Regions from separate parts of the Urocitellus parryii genome. Here region 2 is linked to region 1. The links are chromatin contacts, called in public Hi-C maps. All regions are on one chromosome and are shown on one strand. Each heading gives the region's core, a stretch centred on a gene start, on an enhancer-like site or on the middle of the called end of the contact. The rest is flanking DNA. Distances are from core to core; before and after follow the strand shown.

What was found. Hi-C and Micro-C count contacts between places; a contact is called where the count stands out from the background.
Region 2: a Hi-C map of muscle shows a contact between it and region 1, with 4 times the contacts expected there. The contact joins the promoter of Uap1 here to the promoter of Hsd17b7 in region 1. A contact is called at or near these places in 2 of 2 Hi-C or Micro-C datasets (liver and muscle).

Annotation. Positions count from the first base shown.
Region 1 is chr11:113,766,066-113,771,165 of mUroPar1.hap1, reverse strand. Hsd17b7 (hydroxysteroid 17-beta dehydrogenase 7) reads left to right here and starts at 1,637. Exons shown (of 9, transcript XM_026412686.2): 1 at 1,637-1,723; 2 at 3,470-3,673. The coding sequence starts at 1,689.
Region 2 is chr11:113,986,649-113,992,315 of mUroPar1.hap1, reverse strand. It overlaps Uap1 (UDP-N-acetylglucosamine pyrophosphorylase 1), which reads left to right and starts at 3,574. Exons shown (of 11, transcript XM_026412685.2): 1 at 3,574-3,814. The coding sequence starts at 3,722.

The DNA of each region.
Region 1 (5,100 bases), core at 388-2,887:
GGATTAAAGCATGTTCAGTAGTTTGATGTATGATGATATACAGTTTAATTCAGTTAACAGGGCATGGTAATGGTTCTTCTGTCTACTAGAAATATAGAAACCTAGAGGAAACATTAGAAATTTTTACAGCCGTTTGGTAGAGTACTTTTATATGTGTTGATTCTAATAAAAAAAACTAGGGCTCGTAATTTGTATACATTTTGTTTTTAATTTTTCCAGTAATTTTTTGTTTTTTGTATTTTCCAAAAATACGTATATGGAATGGCTTGGAAACAAAAAACTGCTTCTTGGCCAGAAAGAGTTTGAGAGGCATTGATGTAGATTATAGTATATTTTCAGTACATCATTCTGAGAATGAAGTTCTGAGAATATCTGATTCCATACCACATTCCAATCTTTGAAGATTGGTATTTCATGCATGATTCTACAGAAAATTCTTAATAAAGTCAATGTTCATTTTCCCAAAGAGGATTAAGCTGGATCTATACACTCAAAAAACAGTGGAAAATTTCTCATTTTTCTGATTGTACAGGTTGCAGAATCACATTGGTCATACAGTCACCTATATACATACAGCAATAATAATGTCTATTTTATTCTGCTGCCCTTCCTATCTGGCCTTCTCCTCCCCTCCCATCACTTCTCTCTACCCAATCTAATGTGACACACTTTTTTTTTTTAACTAGTTACAAATTGTAATCACATTATTACTTGCATAAGTTAGGTTGACTTTTTAAATGTGTTAAATGCAAAGAATTCTAAATAATGCAATACTATCCATTTTAATACAATGTTCATTTTACATGAGACAAGTAAGTGATCATTTTAAATTTATTTTGTTAGAAAGTTTCAAGCATTTATCTTTATTTCTTAATTTCCTCACTTTCCCTTTATCCCTTTTATTCTTTTTCTTAATTGTAGTTATATGAGAGATTTTTTAAATAAAATGATAAAATACAAAACATAGAAATATTTCTTCCAAGTTTCACAATTCATAAATAAGAAATTCACATATATTCAGATTTTCTATTTTAGGCAATGTTTTTCAAAAGTTAATATATGCTTCACATAATTATGTATAATATGCATTATTTTTACTTGATGACATCTTAAACATTGTTGCACATTACTAATAAATGTGATAAACATAAAAAAAAAAAAAACAGTGGAAAAGCACATAATCCCTGAACCTTAGCTCCTGTATCTATCCCTTTTCTCTAATACAAGCTCTGGTGCAACCATCCTAATGCCATTCTGAGGCTCCAGTACATGGACTCTGTGTGAGCCACGGCAACCCATGCTCTGCTCAAAGAGCACCACCACGCGGAAAAACGCAGCTGGCCCAAGCCTGGAGCAGCGGGGCGGGAGGCACCTGCGCCCCGGAGTAGGCGGGGACTTCCTGGATTGGCTTGACGCTCTGCGTCACGCGGCTCCGCCCCTCGGCCTATCTCACTCCACCCGGCTTAGGCGTTGCGCGCCGACGGCAGACTGCGATTGGCAGGCACGGTGCGGAGTCGATGACGCAAGAGTCCCGATCGGTTCCCCCATTGGTGGGTGTACGCTAGGGTGCAGCCTCTCTGGGGGCGGGGCGGGGGAGGGAGGAGGTTCCAAAGTTAGTATGAATTCGCAGGGGTTCCGAACGCTGAGGTGAGGACCTGCTTTACGGCTCGGCTCTTGAGTGTGCGAAGATGCGAAAGGTGGTTTTGGTCACCGGGGCGAGCAGGTGAGGGCTCTTTGGGGATTGCAGAGGCTGCGTTCTGGGGTCGGAGGGAGCAGAAGCCGGCGACCTGCCGTTGACAACCCGGGCAGTTGCCTGTCTTTGAATTTGCTCCGTTGGGGACTTGGGCCGAGACCCCATCCTACTATTCTCTGGTTCCTTCGCCAAGGTATGGGGCATGCTGGCCCCTTGAGGTACTCAGAAACTGGTGCTTTGAATGAAAACATGGCAGTGTAAGGGAGAACTACACCACCAGTAAGTCGTCAGGGTTGCTTGTGATTATCCAGGGAAAGGGAAGATTCCTACGCGGACCCTGCACACGCCTTTGACCCACTCTGAAGTATACACTGTGAATTCCTGAAGTTTAGTTCGGTGCTGAGCACGTGGCCATGTCTTATGCTCCTAGTTTTAAAATTTCAACTTCCATGAGCATCAGGAGCCCGCGCGCGCGGTGGGGAGCTGGTGTCTTATTTCATTTCACACAGCACTAACACATACTCTGTAATACAGAGTATATGATAGGAACATAGGAAAACATGATTCCTGTTAAGGCATAGTCCGTCCGAGTGCAAAGTAATTAGCTCATAAATATTCTGGGATTGCTCACCTGGACTCTCAGCCTCCTTTATTGACTGACTGTTTTACTTCTCATTTGTACTTTCACGAAGGATGTGTGGAGGATAAAATCAATCAATCCATTTTTCTACCAATTGCTTTTTGGCGTTTTGAGAGATTAAGACAGAAATATGGTAAATGTCATTTAAGATTGCCCTGCTTCAGTTATCTAACCATATTCACACCAACTAAATCAGCTATGTAGCTGTCTGCCATGGACAGTTTTTCGGTATGCCCTCTACTTTGCCAATGGGGGATAAATAAAGCAGGGCTGACTTAGTGTATGCTTCTTTTTCATATATTGTGATATGTGCAATTTTATATTTAAAGTCCTGTTATTCTTTAGTGAAGATGAATAAACATAACATACTTGATGCAGCATTGGTAGTACCAACATATTACTGATGGTTTCAGGCTCTTTTTGGAATTCTAATATTTAATTTATTGCCCCGGTTTTCATTAGTCCCAGCAGATGATCTGACTGCTGTCGCCATCTAGTGGGAAGTTTTATAGTGCTCTTTCTGAAGTAGTTTATTTAAAGTCTAAGCAAACTTGACCCTGCATCTCTTTCTTGGTCCCCATCTAATATTTATTGCTACCTCCTATTCAATAATACTGAGTTCTTTCTCTTTGTAGTGGTTATTCAGTCACAGTAATCGAGAGGGACTTATACCTCCTGCCTGTCACTGATGCCTCTTCCTAAAAAACTCATTCATTCCTTTATCAGGGATTTCTGGTGCTCCTTATAGTGGCAATGATACCAATAGGTGGTGGAGCCCTGGACCTTGAAGAATGTAGACAGCAAAATAAACCATAAGCACAAGAAACAGCTAATAAAATGCTCTTTTCAACACTTGCTAGTAATGTATCACTTTCATGAATAGCACAGTAAGTACATAATGAAAACCAGTTATTGTGCCATTGAGATTTTTTGGAATGGGAGAAACAAATGAGACATCATCCTGAACAAATGACTATTAGAGTGGCAGATTCCTCTTTTCTTTAAATAATGCTTAAATATTTTTTTTCTTGGTCTCTACTCTTCCTTGGAGCTCAAATTGATACAGTCAGAAAGAAATGCCTTTATTTAGCACCATCTGAATTTACATATATCTTGTACCTGAATTGCTTTCTCAGTGGCATCGGCCTAGCCCTTTGCAAGAGGCTTCTGGCAGAAGACAATGAGCTTTACCTTTGTTTGGCGTGCAGGAACTCGGGCAAGGCAGAAGCTGTCCGTGCTACTCTGTTGGCCTGTTACCCCACTGCTGAAGTCACCACTGTGCAGGTGGATATCAGCAACTTACAGTCAGTGTTTGAGGCTGCCAAAGAACTTAAACAAAGGTATTTCTCCTATTGTCTCATTTCTCTCTCATGTGATTGTGTAACATAACATTTAATAAAATATCAAAGGATAGGAAAACTTTGAACAGGTAAGAAATTATGCTGAGAAAATCTGTAGAGTGATCCTCAATACATCTCAGTTTCATTTCAGTACATCACATTTCCATTCTCAGTCATGAAGATAAATTTGTGAATATACCCTGATATATGGTCAGTTGTAATGGCTTAAATTAATATAACTCTTTTGATATTTGAACCGATTTTTACATATTTCTTCCACATAACAAATTCACTAATTGGTAGGGAGAGTATTGATATTTAACACTTGATGAAACTAATACAGAAATAGGATATTAGATATGCCTAATGGGATCATGTGACTTTATCTGGTTGGGTTGTTCTAAAGCTCAGTTCTCTTCCTTGCTCCTCAGAAATCTTTTTCCCCAGGCAGTAAAGATTTCTTCATATCTGTACAATAATTGTCATGTGATAAGCATTTGATGAGTATTTTGGTATATGAAGGAATAGAGTACTTGGGTGTTTAATTTCCCTGGAAGTGCACACAGAATTGTTCCTCGGTGCACAGTACATTTTTTTCTGGGTTCAGAGGATCCTTTCTTTAAATTCTAAGAGGAATTTATGATCCCCAAAGGTTATAAATCCTACAGTAAAAATACGTGTGAGCCATGGTGTTATCCACATTGATTAATTTTCATACTTCTTTTTTATTTCTTTTTAAATAATTGAGGCCTTTACGAAACAGGGAACTATTTTATTTCCTTGCACAGTAGAGGAAATGTGATAGATACAAGGAAAGTGTTCTTGGTAAGGATATTTCCTGGACAATAATACTTTGCATTTTATTTTTGTGATTTCATAGTCATTTGCATTTCCTTGTCACAAATGCACAAGTTATGAAGCAAAAGCTGTATTTTCACCCCACTCTTGTTCTCTATGGCCTTGGACCTTTGTGCATCTAGTTTCTCTCTCTTGCTGAATTCCTGGAGTTTTCTGTCACATCATATTTCTAAAAAAAAAAAAAAAAAAACAGATTTTACAGGTTCTACTTTCCAATAAATTGTGATATGTTTTATACCCCTTATTCTTCCATAACTTAGAGAGTCTTCAAGCCTCTGAAACTGCATGAAGATTCTTTATAGAGTTACAAACAGGACTTAGAATCAGCATACTACAGTGGCACAGCCACATCAATGTTTGTAGAAGCTCAGTTCACAATAGCAAAGCTATGGAACCAACCTAAGTGCCCTTCCACAGACAAATGTAAAGAAAATGTGATATATATATATATACACAATGAAATATTACTCAGCCGTAAAGAAGAATTAAATTATGGCATTTGCTGGTAAATGGATGAAACTGGAGACTATCATGCTAAGTGAAATAATAATTCAGTCCCCCAAAACCAA
Region 2 (5,667 bases), core at 2,325-4,824, 220 kb before region 1:
TTGTACATTTATTCATCTTTCTATCACCCCAAGATCCCACACTCTATAGATTCACAAAGACCTCTCCGAACTTTCTAGCTCAAAAGCCTTTGAGAGATTGCAAAAATTTTAAAGGGTGTGGAAAATACTGAATAAAAAATTTGACATTTAACAGGGTGTATTCATCACTTCACAGTATTTCAAAACATATTCTGAGTTACAGAAAATTTAGAGTGTGGGAGGAGGAGTGAGCTAGGTCAATATGTCTCCTGAGAAAAAGAACTACTCATGTCCTAGGAAACTGTCAACAGAAAAGTCAAAATACTAACCTTTGCACCACCCATTTGCAGCTTCTTGGAAACAGTGATCTCATGAATGCTCAGGCCTTGCCTTGAACAGAGCCTTGAGCAGAGCCAGACTCTCTTGGTGCCTCCTATACTCTGCTGGGAAATAAGTGTCTTTAGAAGTTCATTGATCTAGCTAAGGCTGTTACATTCAAGACAATGCAGGGAAAACTCCTGGTGTGGCCTCGCCAGTTACTAGCCTACTGTTTGAAAAATGTACAAAGCAAGAAATTGTGGGCTGACTGGCACCTCTCTGACACAACTGTAGGGAAAACCATTCAAGCAAACAGCTGTTTTAGTTGTTAAGTAACACATTTGCTTTTCTAAAATTAAAGTAATTTCCACTTTAGCAGATTCAGAACTTATTTCCCAAAAGCATCCAAAAGAATATAAAAACCACCAAAATCCCATTGTGCCTAAAAGACAAAAAATAAAAACCTACTATTGTATGACTGACTGTCTACATTTTAAAATTTCTTCACAATAATGGTCCATTTAAAACATCTCTTCTTGTGTTCCAAATACTTCTATTCCATTTAGCTTTTTTTCTATCCCTCTCTTTTTTAACTCACCTAACATTTATTGAATAGCCGCTACTATGAGCTGAGCCTTTCTCATTTCTCTTTTCAAATTCTGCACATATTATCATCTCAATTATTGTGGGTAAGGAAACTGACATCAAAGAACTCATATGATTTTTCTTCCAGATCTCACGATGTCCATCTTCCTAATCTCTCTCCTTATTTCTGTCCATCCATTCATCTAACAAATGAAAGAATTATCTTTTTTAAAAAATCAAGATGAGATATGTTACTAAAAATACATACCTTTTGGTAAAGTCACTTCTGATGCTTAAAATTTCACAATGTCCTGAGTAGCACCATGTAGGTGGATACATCACTTCCTAAATTCTTCATGTATGAACAAATTTCTTGGTCTTTTTCACTAAGTAGTGAAAAATCAGGGGTTAGAGAAGATGATGGGCTGGGTGTGGTGGTGCACTCCTGTAATCCCAGAGACTCAAAAACTGAGGTAGGACACTTGCAAGTTTGAGGCCACCCTAAGCAATTTAGTGAAACACTGTCTCCAAATAAAAAATCAAAAAGAATTGGAGATGTAGCTCAGTGGTAAAACACTCCTGTTTCAATTCCCAATCCAAAAAAAAAAAAAAAAAAAAAAAAAAGAAAAGGTGATGGTGTTACCAGTGGGAAAACATAAAAGCCTCCAAGGCTAAGCATCAAAGGGCAGCCTCTTGTGAAGATGTCCTTTACACCTCCCACCTCTTCTCCTATTGGCCTGTCCTTTGGGGAAACTTCTTCATTCTTTTATTCTCTCACTCCTATTTGTGCATTTGCTGTGGCACTTATGGTCCTTTTATTTTTTAAAGAGAGAGAGAGAGAGAGAGAGAAAGAGAGAGAGAGAGAATTTTTAATATTTATTTTTTAGTTCTCGGCGGACACAACATCTTTTGTTGGTATGTGGTGCTGAGGATCGAACCCAGGCCGCACGCATGCCAGGCAAGCGCGCTACCACTTGAGCCACATCCCCAGCCCCACTTATGGTCCTTTATCTTTAAAAATGAACATATCTCCTTTAAATTCCTTGAGGACACAGAATCTTTTGATTCCCCATGGTGAGATTATATCACCTAGAAAGGAATAAGAATAATACATGCTGAAAGTGTGGCAGTTTGCTCTTAATAGTTTAACCTCAGGGGTATCCATATATGAATATCAAGAGATTCCAAGTAACCTCCAATGCATACAGGTTTCGTGCTCTTCATTTAATCCTTAAATCTTAGTGTTTCCTTCCCTCCTTCCAGTTTGGGATTGGACTCAGGGGTGCCCTACCACCGAGCTACTCTCCCAGCATCAATCACCCCCACACTTTTGAGGCAGGGTCTAAGTTGCTGAGGCTTGCCTGGAACTTATGATCCTCCTGTCTTAAACCCCAGAGTCTCTGGGATTACAGGTGTTTGCTTCCAAGTCCGGCTAAACCTGTTTTCAACTGGAAGTCTGAAAAACACTTCCCTATCATTATTCCTGTCCTAAGGCAGCACAGCTGCCACCATAAACAGAACTGCTGGTGACATTTACAGCTTCTTGGGTGACCTGGCATTCTGACTGGATACCAGAGGGTAAATGTACTCTTTGGCTATCACACCCTTCCTTGATCCGTTTCCTCCAGAGCTGTGTGCTCTGTTGGTTAAAGATTTACTTTTGTGTTTGGGCAATTGTTTTTACAATTTTTTGTGATTCCTGAAAATCACAAGAATAATTATCAAATGGAAAATTAATTTATAAATTACAACCCCTGGTTAAGTTACAAACTGGAAAAAATTGACACTAAAATTCTCATAGAAAACATGCAAGAAGAAAAAAGTTAAAACAGGAAAACTACTAATATGGAAGGCACCTAAATATGCCTGAATTTCCCTATGAGGAGCCCTATGTTAAATCTAGGTGCTTTTGATATTTCATATCGGACTTCTTACAAAAACTGAAAAATGAAACACAACTTTAAATGCAAACACAACTTTCAAGGACAGAGTGCTTAATATATAACCTGTATCTGCATACCCGTAAAAGGTTGTGTAACAGGACTGTTAAACATCCGCCCTTGAATGGCCCCGGAGGTCATTCAATCACCATCTTAGTGGCCATCGAGGTTAAATCCACCGGCAACTTAGGGTGAGCCCGGGCTCCCTCTCATTGGCAAGCTCACCGCTATTTTAGGTTACCTAATATCTTTTCTTGGCATTTCTTTCAAGTCTGGTTCTGCAAAAGGAAAGCGGCCTGGCTTCACCAGCTTGGGACTCAAAAACACCCCCGAGGAAGTTGGGGGCCCGCCCAGGTATCTAGCGAACCTGAGACGAAATAACTAGCCCAAGGTCAGAGGGCGCCCCAGGCCCGCCCTGGAAGTTTTTCCGGAGAAATCGGTGGTCCTTTCTCAACCATCTGCGTGGGTGTCCGGAAATCTGCCCTGCAGAGATACAACTCTCCGCCCAACTCTGATCCGCTTCTGGACAGGGTGTGCGCCCCGCGGCTCTGGGCCAAAGGGACGACTAAGAGATACTGGCTCACAGCCCCGGGTCGTCTGGCCGGGCCCCAGAGAGCGGACGCAATTGACCCCGCCCCCGGCTTGTCCTATTGACAGGACGCCCGGGGCCTCCCTATTGGGCCAGAGAGTGAATGACGCGAAGAGGCCCCGCCTCGCGCCGCGCCCCTCTGGGTGCCCGCCTCGAGGCTTGCGCTCACGCCGTTGACGTGTCAGGGCGGTCGGCTTCCGCTCCTCCCCGCACCGGCAGCCACTCAGAGCGGCGAGAGAGGCGGGGTGGCCCGGGCTGGCGCTCCCCTCGGCCCCAGCTCCCGGCCCGCCCCGCCGCCCTGGCCCCCCGGATGAGGGTATATATTCCGAGCGGGCGCGGAACGCCGATGAGTGGCGGAGCCGTAGGAGCCGGAGCCAGTGGAGCTGCGGTCGCGCGGAGGGAGGTAAGGGGCTCCCAGTAGGTGAGGAGACAGGTTCCAGGTCTCGCCCCCACCACCCAAACGCCCCTCCGCCACGCGCGCCTACGTGGGTACGCGTCGCACTACGGGCACAGCGCCGGCCACCTGGCCCGCGTCTCGGATCCCGCGGCGCTCGCACGCGCCACCTCGTGCTCCCCGCAGTTGCACCCCATTCTTGGAGACCCATCTGGAGGGTGTGTGGGATGGGCCTCCCGGTGGGTGGCGGGGCCGGGATGGGACGAGGACTTCCCAGATAAAGTGGGGACGTTGAGAGAGGAGGTTTGGGCCATCTCTGGACAGTATTATATTGTGTATACGTTTTCAAGGCGGTTGGGGGCGGGGAAATGAGCCCTCACCTGGGTGGGGGATAGGAACCTTGAGGTTCTCAGGTCAGATCCTGTGGACAGTTTTGTCAAGTTTGGGAGGCCTTCAGTCGGGGTAGGTGTGGTCGTTGGGACTGTCAGGTGGGAGCGAGTGGGGGTGTCCTGAATGAGGAAAAGAATTGAGGACTCTGACAAGGACAGGATATACCTGCTGCGGACATGACAATATGACCAAAGTTGCTTGCCACTATTTTTTTTTTTTTGTCTTAATATTGGTGGTGGGAGAAGGTTGAAATTTCTGGGTTTCCCCTCGCTTGGCCAGGCAGAATGGGATTGGAGAGCTAAGAGACCACATATTTGCTGAACAGATGGCTTCTTGAAGATTTTATCAAGTATGCCCGATCGCTGTACTATATTTATTTGTCCCTGGTTCATGAAATCTGAAATCAGGTGGTAGTGATTATAATATGTATATGTAATTATGTAGAGTTAAAGTTTAAAGACTTTGAGGTGAAAGCAACTGGGTGTGGACCCAAGGGTTTGCAGGAAATTGAAGGCAGTTATCTGTTCTTACATTATTAGTCAGTTGGCTCCCTTAACTGGGGCTACAAAAGACTTCATGGGCCGTGCTGCCAAGCAGTTACAGGGTTCAGTCAGTGGTTATGGTCAACCTCAACACTATTTTTCAAAAAGCTCTAAAGAGGTTTAGTTATCCATAATGAGTGTATACTTATAGCCCTCAAAGCAGAGATAGGGACAAAAAAGAGATAAGAAAAGGAAGAGGAAATACTGGATTTCTTTAATATACTGGTATTTACATTGCAATAAAGGTATATTTGATAATGGTGCTTTCTTACCTATTTGTCATTTGTTTTCATACAGATGCATTAGGCTGTGGGCATGTACCAAGCTTCATCACAATTTCTAGAGCAGATTTTCGACTTTTTCAGATTTTGGTTGTCAGAATAAAAATCTTGTCTTTTTTTTTTTTTTTTAATCTTGTTTTTTAAAAACTATCTTCCTCATTGCTGTTTATCATCATACACACATACATACTCCTCTAACTAGTACTGGTGGGAAGTGTACTATAGTGATATGAGGGAGGTGGTTATTTGCTTCAGGTAAACATCTTAGATGTATGGTGTGTCCAGAACTCAAGCATAGTTATGTGTAAATGTGCACATGTGACCTTGTTAACTTTTATAGATTGCCAGTGTTCTGGGCCCAGATATCAAAACTTAACTTGTGAATTGTTATATTTGTATGAATGAGTATCTAATGATTTTTTTAGGAAAATTTTGATTTATAATTTTCAGTGTTATAATTATAGGTTTGTATATACTTTTTAGCAGAGTAAGCCCACTCTACTCATGACTCTTGGGGTTGATGATCTTATCTTCCTAAGGAGATATATATATATATCACATACATACACAGGAAAGTGAAATGATAGGTAAAGAAAGAGAACTTCCTATTCTTCTGTTACTGTTTACTTGCTGATCTTCCCACTACAAT